Regions from separate parts of the Gossypium arboreum genome. Here region 2 is linked to region 1. The links are chromatin contacts, called in public Hi-C maps. All regions are on one chromosome and are shown on one strand. The core of a region is the stretch at or near the end of the contact, and the rest is flanking DNA. Distances in the headings are between cores, read along the strand shown.

The links. A called contact is a pair of places that touch in the nucleus more often than the background predicts.
Region 2: a Hi-C map of leaf shows a contact between it and region 1, with 3 times the contacts expected there. The contact joins the promoter of LOC108458181 here to the promoter of LOC108467160 in region 1. A contact is called at or near these places in 2 of 5 Hi-C or Micro-C datasets (both in leaf).

The regions. Positions count from the first base shown.
Region 1 is chr2:66,155,451-66,161,178 of ASM2569848v2, forward strand. It overlaps LOC108467160 (mannosyl-oligosaccharide glucosidase GCS1), which reads right to left and starts at 3,084. Exons shown (of 21, transcript XM_017767704.2): 1 at 2,462-3,084; 2 at 2,228-2,301; 3 at 1,810-2,061; 4 at 1,071-1,239; 5 at 467-553; 6 at 283-351; 7 at 1-167. The coding sequence starts at 2,764.
Region 2 is chr2:66,553,100-66,558,827 of ASM2569848v2, forward strand. LOC108458181 (YTH domain-containing protein ECT2-like) reads right to left here and starts at 2,827. Exons shown (of 8, transcript XM_053024888.1): 1 at 2,465-2,827; 2 at 1,975-2,048; 3 at 1,696-1,825; 4 at 892-1,136; 5 at 246-755. The coding sequence starts at 2,507.

The sequences.
Region 1 (5,728 bases), core at 1,834-4,333:
AGCTGAAAGCAACTCTCAAATTTAACATCAAATTCTCTTTGTTTCTTGTTTAGTTGATTGGTCAATGAGACACCGGCAAGATTGCTTATGCGTTCTTCTACTCTTGAATTCTCACCAGCTCCAGATACAAAAACGATATCTGTTTCCAGTGGAATCCTCCCAGAAATCTGCATCAAAATTGAAAACCAAGGAGGAGGTAGGCAAGAAAGGCGAACCAAAGTTAACTTCAAGAATGCAAATATTTCAAGAGTAGTATTATCCATTGTGTGTACATAAAATTACCTGAAAAACTAAAATGTTAGAAGAACTCTGGTAGATATCAGGTAGCTGAAGCCGATTAAATCTTATTAACTGTTAAAAGGCAAAAGAAACAAGAGTAAAGAGAAGTTATAAGGGGGAAAAGAAAAACTCATCTAAGTCTCTAACAACTGAAAAAATATATGATGCATATGAAAATCCAACAAACTTGGGATGCAAGGTTTTCTTGGACAAGATCAGACAAATTGTGGATATGAGGTGTCCTTAAACCAGAATAATGAACTTCCAGATCAGCCTACAAATTAAGAACAAAAAAAGTTAGCTCCAAATTAGTATCAATTACCAAATAAAACTATAGAAAAACAAAAACACATTTAAGTCCTGTTATTTTATTGAACAAAATCCAAATATTGAACCCTTAAAAGCAATTAGTGAGAGGTTTAGGCCGAAATTTGCAAGAAATAGTATGGGAGCATATAAGCTATTTGATGCTAAGATTTAGCAAGAGGTTAGGCTAGTTGACTATTATAATTTAGATACTTTCCTGTTTGAATCTAGGATGCTCAAATTGTAACATAACTAAGAAGTGCACATGTGATTCTGTAAATATTAGTGGCAAATTTCAGTCTCTTTCCTAAATGCTAACCAGCAATAAATAGATAAATGAACATTATTTGAGTTACTTTGGTAGTGTGAATGGCAAGTAGGCCAAGAGAGCTTTCTACTATATGAACTAATTTTCCTCATCAGTATCAAATTTTCATTCAAATATAAGTATTGTAATTTCTAATTCTCATTCAATTTCCCTTTACCTTCGATTTTAGATGTAGCTGCCACTCTCCAATGCCTGTTCGTAACCCTGATGCCAGGAGAGAATTCTCGTGAATGTCTAAGGTATCTCCACCTAAACTTAGAGCATTTCCATCTTCCTCAGCCAAATAGAAAAAAAGGTGCACATTTTTCTGCATCTCCTCATTCCACCTAGAGGTGTAAAATGGAACATGATAAACTTGATCCCATAGGGAAATTGAATAGTGAGCCAAGTACACACTCAGAATTGAACATTCTGCTCCACATGCAAGTAAATGCATTCTATAGATATTTTCAGACACACCTTGTTATTCTAGCTTGAAAATAAACATGCAATTATGAGTGTATGCAGGAATGTAGAGAGCAAGCAATATTTCTAATAGCTATAGTTCATCAGGCTTTCCATTCACACTACTGCATTATGAATTTAAAAATCATTCCCCAAGGGCCAGGCTAGCTATATAGGAAAATATAATACCTCAATACATTAATTGACTCAAAGAATTCTACACCTAAAATTGAAACATGCATGGCACTAAAAATGTTAAGCCACAGACAGTCATAAAATTGAAATATGCATTAATTGTACATTTACAAATGTATTCTTCAGTTATTCAATCTTTTTTCTCGGACGGTCATAAAATCAACTTCAATATTTTCCTCTGACCTATCTTCAAGAAAGCACCAGGTTAAACATATCCAATCAACAACACAAGTAAAATAACAGATCAAGCAACATACCCTTGATTTTGTACGTTAATTCGAACTGCCCAGTCTCCTCCATAGCCACTGTCATCCTCCTTATATTTCAAGAAACTTGTTGCTAAAGTCATATCCTGGTCAACCAGAACTTGATGTCCAAAATCCCGTCCATTATGACTTGTCCAACCATATGTGCTCAGATCATCGGAATCTTGGCAAATGTGACGAATAAAATACCTCCCATCCTTTACACCGAGCCACATTAATCCAGCAACTAGTGACAGAGGAGTCCTGCCAGATACAGTTTGCTAATTAACAACCTCCAATTACAATGACTTTTTAGCCAAAAAGGAATTACCATGCAATTATTCACATGAACTTTATCTCCTCTGTTCAAAATTATAAACCTAAAGGGAAAAACATATCAAGCTCTACGAATGTAAAAATATGATATTACCTTGCACGAATCCCAAAATAAACATGAGGACGATAAGTTCCCCAGTATAAGCTCTCCTTATGCTCGCCTTGAAACTGTCACAAATCGAGTGCTCCATTACCAAATACGTACATATACGTATAAAAAAATCTATACTCCAATATACTTACATTTATATTCGCGATTTAAAAACTTGTCTTAAAAAAATTTGAAGGAAAAAAGTGAGAAAGGGATAGAAATTCACATTTGGAGTACCTGAGGTAAGTCCATGATTCTGGGAGCTGGAAATGGAGTGACGACTCTAGGTCTACGAACTTCTTCAGCTGTGCTAATGAGATGATGGACTAAAAAGAATATAATTAAGGCGGCGATTATGCCGAAACCTAAAATGATTTTAAGATCAGCGTTGAGGATTCGAAGTGCGGTGCCGTGATCTTTGGTTTTAACTCTGCGGAGTTTGGAGATTGGTTTAGCTTTATTGAAAGCATCATCGTCTTCGTTGACATCGGTGGAGGGTTTGGTTCTGCTTCGAGCGCTCCGTCGACCACCTCCGGTCATTCTCAGATTAGGGTCGGAGAGTTTTTGAGATTAGGGAAATAGGCGTTTCTTGCACTGATAGATGGAGGAATGGAGCAACGCAGCCAAAAATGGCGGGCAGCTTAGGATTCGGCCCAGCCCATCACGGCTCCCGTCGCCTGTGACGACTAACGAGTAATGATTCCGTATCATAGATCACATGTTGGCACGTCACACGATCCAATTAAATACGATTTTATTTTTTGAGTAAATAATCCCGGTTTCCCCTCAACTTTGGTTGAAATTACGTTTTTGTCACTGAATTTTCAAAACTTTTAAAATTGCTACTAACATTTCGAGTTTGAACAAAACGATCATCCAACCGTTATCATCTATTAGTGGGTAACTGTTGTCTTCTGTGGCACGTTAGTTTTTCATATAGGTTCCACGTGAATTGCCACATAAATTTAGGGAAATAAAAAATAATATTTTCAATAAAAAGAAGTTAAATATTTATTTTGGAAAAAGAAAAGGAATAGTTTTCTATATAAACCCTAAGCTAATTTGTGTTATACTCAGCTATTTTTTTTTTTTTTACATTCACCAACCATGAAGAGAAGAAGATAAGAGGAAGAATAAATAAATCTTAAAATTATTTATGGATTTGATTTAAGTGTAATTGTATACATAAATTTTAATTTGGTGTAATTATACACGTGAAACTTTAATTGTAGTTCAAATGTATACTTAAAACTTTAATTTTGATTTAATCATACATATTTAAAGAAATAAATACATCAATATATTTTTATATTAGATAAATATAATCATTTATGTATGTAATAGATAAATATAAAATGATGTTATATCAATAGTTGTGTTAATAATTTACAAGAATTGGATCAAATTAAATTTTATGTATAAAATTACACAAAATCAAAATTCATGTATACTATTGCATATTAAATTATAATTCATACATAATTTTGGTATTTATCCCAATAAAAAAAGAAAGAATGGAGTAGCCTACTTTGAATCCAATGCACTATTATGGAAACCTAGCAAAATTAACAACTCCCCAATAAAATGACAACTCATGTAGGGATTTTTTTGTTGTATGAACTATGGTAATGGAAACTAAATTTGTTGTTGTTTTTTTTCTTAGTATGATCCACCATTGACAGTTCATTCAAGAATTGTTTTATTAAGGATGTTGAAAAAAGTGAAAACAATGGAGAAGGAATGAGATAATCATATGGTTAATAGTTGTGATTATTTGTATTATAATGTGGACTATGAAATGAAGAAAATAATTATTGTTGAATTATGATTAGGGTTAAATGTAGGGTTTTCTATTGTTCAAGTATGAAAATGGGGTTGAAATTTAGAGAGTTTTTTTTTTTTATTGAAGGGAAAATGTTAAAAGCTTTAGTTGAGTGTAACACCCATAAAATTGTTATGTTATAAAAGTAGCATAAAGTAAAAACCGTGCATAATGGATTCCTCGATAAAATGAAATAAGGAATATAATTGACAAAAGATAAGGTTGAAGGATGCCAAAGAAAGTTTAATTAATAAGTATGTAACACCTCACGCCCGACCCATTTGTCGGATCCGAGTATGGTGCGTCACAAATGGACCGGGTTCACCTATTCATAATTATGCTAACTTAATTGCTATAAAACAACTTAAGAATAAAAGTTTCTAATAATGAAATTAAAAACAATAATTCTTACAACTAAGGCCTTGAGCCATTAAGTGTTGGGTCCCTCAAAGTTGGTTTCAAATCCATCTATCTGGGTACAAAGAAACTCTTAACAATTAACTACTGTTTGCTATCTAAAATCCAAAATTGGAGGATGTTATCTGGCTATTACATAATTGATTCTAAGATGAAGCCTCTAATGGTACCCTCTTCCTATGTGCATGACTCTAATTACCTGCGATCATCGATCTCATCTCTATCTGGCTTGGCCTCTCCTCGAAATCCTCGATCATCCTTCCAAGTCCTATGAATATTAGATAAAATCTTGTAAGTTCAATTGAATTTAGTGAGTTCCTTCACTAGGTCGCACATAAATAAATCCTATTACACAAGGGTAAACAATGTAAGATAAATTTAAACTTAAATTAACTCCCAAGTAGCTCTAGGTGGATGTTTTTTATCAGAGTGGTAGGCTCCACCAGTTCCTTTGAGCTACTCAGCTCACTATAATACTTTCTTCTGGTCAAACTCTCCACTCGATTGTACACTAGATACCTCGCATTTCAGCTAAACCTATCCATACTTCTCGTTTTTCCTTCCTTTCATACACCCCACATATAAGGTGTTTGATGGCCTTTATGGTAACTATCTTGAATTCCTTCCTAAAGATCCTTAGGTCATCCCTTTCCTTGGCGCACTTCCTTTTGTCAAATTAGTCCTTAGCGGACTCCCTCTTTGCAACCATAATCCTAAAAAACTCATTGACATTTTCGTATTATTTTGACCTTCAACAAACCTTGCCACTCTAATGAACTCATTCTCGTTCCTTCCTATTGGTACAACAATAAGATCACTTTCAGTAATCTGCCTTAGGTACAAGGCTAACCTAGGACCTTACCTGTCCCATGTGATAAACAGGCCATCACTCATAAGACTACATGAGTCTGCTTCCCCTCTTACATTTCTATAATTGGGCCAGTTTCCATTCGATCTATCATTCTTTAATTCTTGTCAGGTCTTCGTCCATGCCTAATCGCTTTCACATCTACCTTTATTTCTTTTATCACTTTTGGAGGATTCCTTCAAAATCGTTTGCCACCACTTACACTTTCTTTCAACTCTTCTTCCACCTACGTGGTTTCCCATACTTGACGCACTAGCCTATACCCTTCACTTGAGGTCTTGACGGGCTTTTCGTGCTTGTCTCCTAGCGGACTCTATGGGTTGCCATAGTTGAGCTATGGTTTTATACCCTTCTCCTTATTCTACTTACCTTTTGGCAGACTCCTAGCCATGACTCT
Region 2 (5,728 bases), core at 1,577-4,076, 400 kb after region 1:
ACCTCTTTAACACCTCCACTCCACCCCTAAAGAGAAAGAGAGAGAGGGGAGAAGCTCTATAACCATTCTTAGCTGCAAGCCCAACTCCAATCATGATATAGCTTTTCCTTTTGCCAAAAATACTTGCTAGGAAATATGGAATTTATGTTTCCAAATTTTCAATGGCCATCTAATCTGAAAAATAAAAGAAAATAAAAAGGCTAGCTTCCCATCTACCTAAAATATGTGATAGGAAAAGAACTAACCATTGCAGGGTCGTTTGAAGAAAACTCTAGTGAACCAACCCGTTTTGGAGAAGCTGGTGCATATGAGGGACGAAACAGAGAACTCTTCCCACTAAAAGGCTTTGACCAGTCTGAGCAGAATCCACCAACCGCAAAACCATCAGACCCTTGGTATGAAGAGCAAAGACTGCTGGAGCTTCCAAAGAAGTTTCTTCCTCCATCAAATGATCCTGACTGAGGAAGGTAATTGGTTCCCAGCCCAAATCTTTTTCCAACCAATTGTTGCTCAATATTTACAGGACACTCTAAATGAGAAAACTGGGCCTTTGAAGTAACATGTGGAATATTTCGGGAAACTGATGGCTGGTGATAAGATGAATCTATGGTGATGAAATGCCTTGCATTGGACAGCCCGATAGGATCCCCAACAGGAGGCAGATAAGATGAAACCGGAGCATAAGCTCTTTGTTGCATTTGTGGACTATGCCCAAGACCATGAAACCCAAGAGATGCAGTTTCATTGTAAATGTCCTGGGTAAGGTAAACAAAAGTAACGCCTTTGTAAGACATATTCATAGAAGGAAAGAAAATAACAAATAGTAATAATAGTAAATGAAACAAATAGTAATTATCATAAATGATTGGAAAAGATAGTAGGTTTACACACATGAAAACCATTGTCCAAACCCTCAGCATTAACATATGGAAGCAATGAACTCTGTTTATGAGCTGCATTCCAAAAGCATAGAGAAAACTTCATGAGTAATGAGCAAAGTAAGAAAGAGCATAATGTGCCATACAAAAAGCTTATTCTGCCAGCCACAACCGTGCTAACTAGCTGCCTAAGCAACCGTAGCCCATAAAATTGCATGTCATGCCTCACATCCAATTTAGAATCACCTTCAGTGGAATCTAAAAAAGGAAAAAAAATTATTGTTTCTTAATACTAACAGGAAAAACATCAACCTCAAACATTAAAAATGATATGCAACTATTAACATAAGTCCAGTATAGACTTGGAGACAATTTGATAAAACTTCTAATTCAATCATAAGCCAACATGAAAAAATTCTGTAAATCAAAGATCAGTTATTGATACTACGAAGGAACCACAATGTAATCATACAAAGAAGTTCTTCTGCCATAAGGTTTGTAGATTCTATCTTCAAATACCACCGCTATGTTCCCCACATCAAATAGATTAGAAGTCAAATATTGAATCTTTTTAATTTCACTTTGACCAGAAAGTGGAAAAAAATATTTACAAGATGAATTGCTTACAGCAAAATAAGTTACCCTTCCAATCAGCACAAGAATGAATATCAGTTCCCTAAGAAATATCCAAGTTGTAAACCTTATACTGATACACCATTAATCTAGATTTCTACATATATTTTAACATACATGAAATCAGAAACTAGGTTAACAGAAACAAGATAAAGTTTTATATGACAAATGCAGAGGAACTAACCTTCTTGATGGAACTGTGCCTCAGGAGAATAGGCATTCGGCAAATAGGTTGTCGTGGACTCAACAACAGATGGCATGAATCCCGACTGATGGGATGAACCATCCCTCAAGGAACCAACAGCTATCAAATCCTGTGCAAATAAATGAACAAATAACAACATCCTAAGTAATGATCAATTATAAACAACAGTTGTCAGCAGAGCGCAGCGGTTTAAAACAATGGCAATATCAATCTAATCAAGGCAACCAACAAAATGAAGCAATGCAAGCAACAATATACCTTATTAGTCAAAGCGTTCGGGTTAGAAAGGATGTTGCTATCCAGAACCATAACGTTGAAAACCTCTGCCGAGTCTAGAATTCCAAAACCATTGTCAAAATCTTTGATTAACCAACAAATATTGAACAATAATGTGCAGCATGTAAGTAAACAAGTACGTCAAACATTGAAAACATAAACACATAAGAATAGATCATAACTGTCGAACAATTATGGTTACGCGATGATACTATTTGTTGCCAAACGCTAATTATGTCTACGATCATCTCCAATAATATCCTTTAAATAAATAAAAGAAACCAGCAAAACAATCTCGCAATAGATTCCACATTTCTCATTCGATACTTCCATAAAATCAAACAAGAACACATCAAAAAAAACCAAAGAGCTATATTGAAAATTTACAGCCTAAAAAAGAAGACATAAATCATATCTCATATTTCAATTTTTGTTTGTTGGTTTACGGAATTATGATTCAACGGCGACGTACCAGTAGAGGTCATTCGATCAGAAGTTTGGTGAGCCATTGGCATAAATTACAGACGAACAAAATGTAAGTTTTAATAATAATAATAATAATAATGAATTGAAAGATAAGTTTTGGTTTGATGAAATATTTTGGGTTGGAGATCGAGATTCGAGAGAGCAGGGGCTCTGGAAAGGAAGCTTATTTTTGTTTTGTTTTTTTTGGGGGGTTAATTTGGTGAAGAGCTGTTGTGTTAAGAAGCAGAGAGAAGCGGGGGCATTGGGAGTGATGAAGGAGAGGGGAGGGGGGGGGAGGGAAGGGAAGGGAAGGAAGGAAATATCTGCGTGTACCGAAGAGTTGGCAAGACACCACTCGTCCACCTGCTCCCCCCTACCATAGCAGTTTTTCGCTTATGTCACTTTACGTTACTCCAATTTTTTCCCTTCATATTCCTTGTTTTCTATTTATTCAAATAATATAATGATTTTATTATATTACTTTTATCATACTCTCAAAATATGTTTTTAAATATTAATTATTGTAGTTTAATTTGGATTCTCATCAACCCTTTATTGAATAATTTGAAGTAAAATTTTATTTGAATGTATAACTCATATTTTAGATTTAAAACTGTATATAATTTTTTTCAAATTTAAATATATATTGTGTATCTGTTAATATATATTAAAATTTTAAATTTTAATTATAAACTTAATATAAATTTTACAAATATATATTATGTTTGTAATTTAAAATTCCTCTATATTTGTATACCCAATATAAATGAGAAGAGTAATTTTATATTTTCACATTAAAATTGTTCATCTAAAAGCCAAAAACATTTAAATTAGTAAGAAGGTTCAATTTCTTCATCTCTTTTTTATTTTTCATGTTCTATTTTCCATGATTTCTATTTAGAGATGCTTTTAATTTTTCATCAATTAATTTTTTTCTAATTCCATGTTTAGTCCATTCCTCAGTTTTGAGGAGTTATTCATTCCACATTTTATCGTTAATAGTCTAATCAACTATTATTTTTGACAAAAATATATTGGAAAAAGATTTTATGATTTAGGTTAACAATGAATAACTTTTAATCTAATAGTAATTGAAATAGAAATATACCTAAACATTTTAGGTCAGAGTTTATTTTAATCAATTTGATTTAATTTATTGGCATGGGAATATGCCTGTGTAACTATATTAAGTTAGATTTTAATTTCTCGAAAAGGGTTAAAGAAAATTTAATACTCAACTTTGTTAGAATAAATTAGGTGGAAGTAGAATAATTAGCTATAAATTGGATAAAATTGTAATCTTTAACTTTTTTTTATATTGATTAACTACTCCTTTTAATTTGTTTTGTTAATTTTATTTGCTAGATTTAGTTTTTAAAAATATTCTATCAACGATTTATTTTGATGGGATATAAAGTAATAGTTGGTGATTATTAGCTCTTTGTGGGAACGATCATATCATACTACTTGTTACAATAGTATACTTGCACTTGTGATATTTGATCAAGTAGTCAAAATCTTGAATTATTCCTGCTAGATTTAGAGACTGAGAAGGTTTCATGAAGACTTAGAAGACTTAACATTCATTTAGACATTGAGTTTGAGGAATTAATTACAAGGGACATCAATGTGAATGCTAATGCTAATGCTAATGCATGAGCTCTTTCTACTGCTTCGGTGTCTGCTAGAGATTATGTTATATCTCACGTCAAAGCACTCAAACTAGTATTTGCTTTTTGATGGTGGAAGTAAACAACTTTTAGAGCAAGCTAGTGGTTATCCAAAAGGTTGAAGCATACTTCTGGATTTTCTCATCAAGATTCCAATCAACATTTGGAAAAGTTAATTAAATTATGCAATATATTTAAGTTAAATGATGTTTCTTAAAAAAACCGTTAAACAATATCCATCTTCCCTGACTAGAAAAGTTGTGTATTGATTATATGGGTTTATTACAAATTAGGACCAAGTGATGGAAATTTTCTTAGCTAAGTTCTTCCTCCATTTAAGATAGCTAAATTGCATAATAACGTATTTAGTTTCTAGCTGATTGGACAACATTACACAAGGAATATAAATGGTTCAAGGACTTGCAGAAGAAGTGTGCTCACCATCAGGTGCCAAATTGGTTGTAAATCTGGACTTTCTACACTGGGTTAAAAGAATCAATCAAAGGTAATCTAGATGTAGCAACTAATAGGGCACCATCAGGGCACCATCAAGTAATTCACCTACAAAGGTTGCGAGAATAATCAAAGATATGGCAAAAAATAATGTAACACTTCTTACTTGTCCTGATGATAGTTACCGATAAATTATATTACATTGACAAAACAATCACTTTAACAAAAGGGGAACTTTATCAAAAATCAAGAATTGCCCATATCATAAATTTTCATAAAACCAACTTCAACATTTACAAAGATTTAAACACGTTTTCAAAATCACTTAACATATTTTCCGGGGGCTAAGATAAATGAAAACATAAAGCAAGTATTTTGGAGCACTAGAGTGGCTCAAAATGCAACTTTTCAAATTGATTTGAGTACGAAAACGCTAAATGTAACACCCCATAAATTCCAATATGACACGTGACATAATTCCGAGTTCAATATTAAGAAAAAGATTATGAGAAAAATTTAGGGAATGAATCGGATAAAAATTTTTATGAAATTAATATGATAATGGAAAAGGAATTACGTGAAAAGAGTTGTAAAGGTGAAAATATGACAAAAGGGACCAAATCACAAATTTTAAAAGGTATGAGGACTAATGTGCAAAGTTGTCTAAGGGAGGAAAATATGAATCATTGTGGATTATTGGATATGAAATAGATTAGATACATGAGTTGGTGAGACGAAAATCACTTTCAAGACTAAATTGAAAAAAATAAATAATGTAAGGGCTAAATTGTAATTTTTTTATTTTACCAGGAAAAGAGAAAAAGTGAAAATTTCACCACTCATGAAATTATATTAAAGTTTTATTATGAATTGTGAACTTGAATTGGTTTACATATCATATTTTGAGAAGAAATCGTGAAAAAGGATAAAAAGGACAAAATTGTAATTTTGTCATAAAAGGGTAATTTGATCAATTTTTGAGACTTTTATGATGAAAATACTATTTGATCATGATATTTTATATTCAAAATTATTTTGGATTGTTCAAACCTCATATTAAAAAAATCAAGCCATAATTTGACAAAATTAAACTTAGAAAGGTTGAGCTTAGGCTTATTTGTTGGTCCTTTTAAATGAGGAAAAAACCT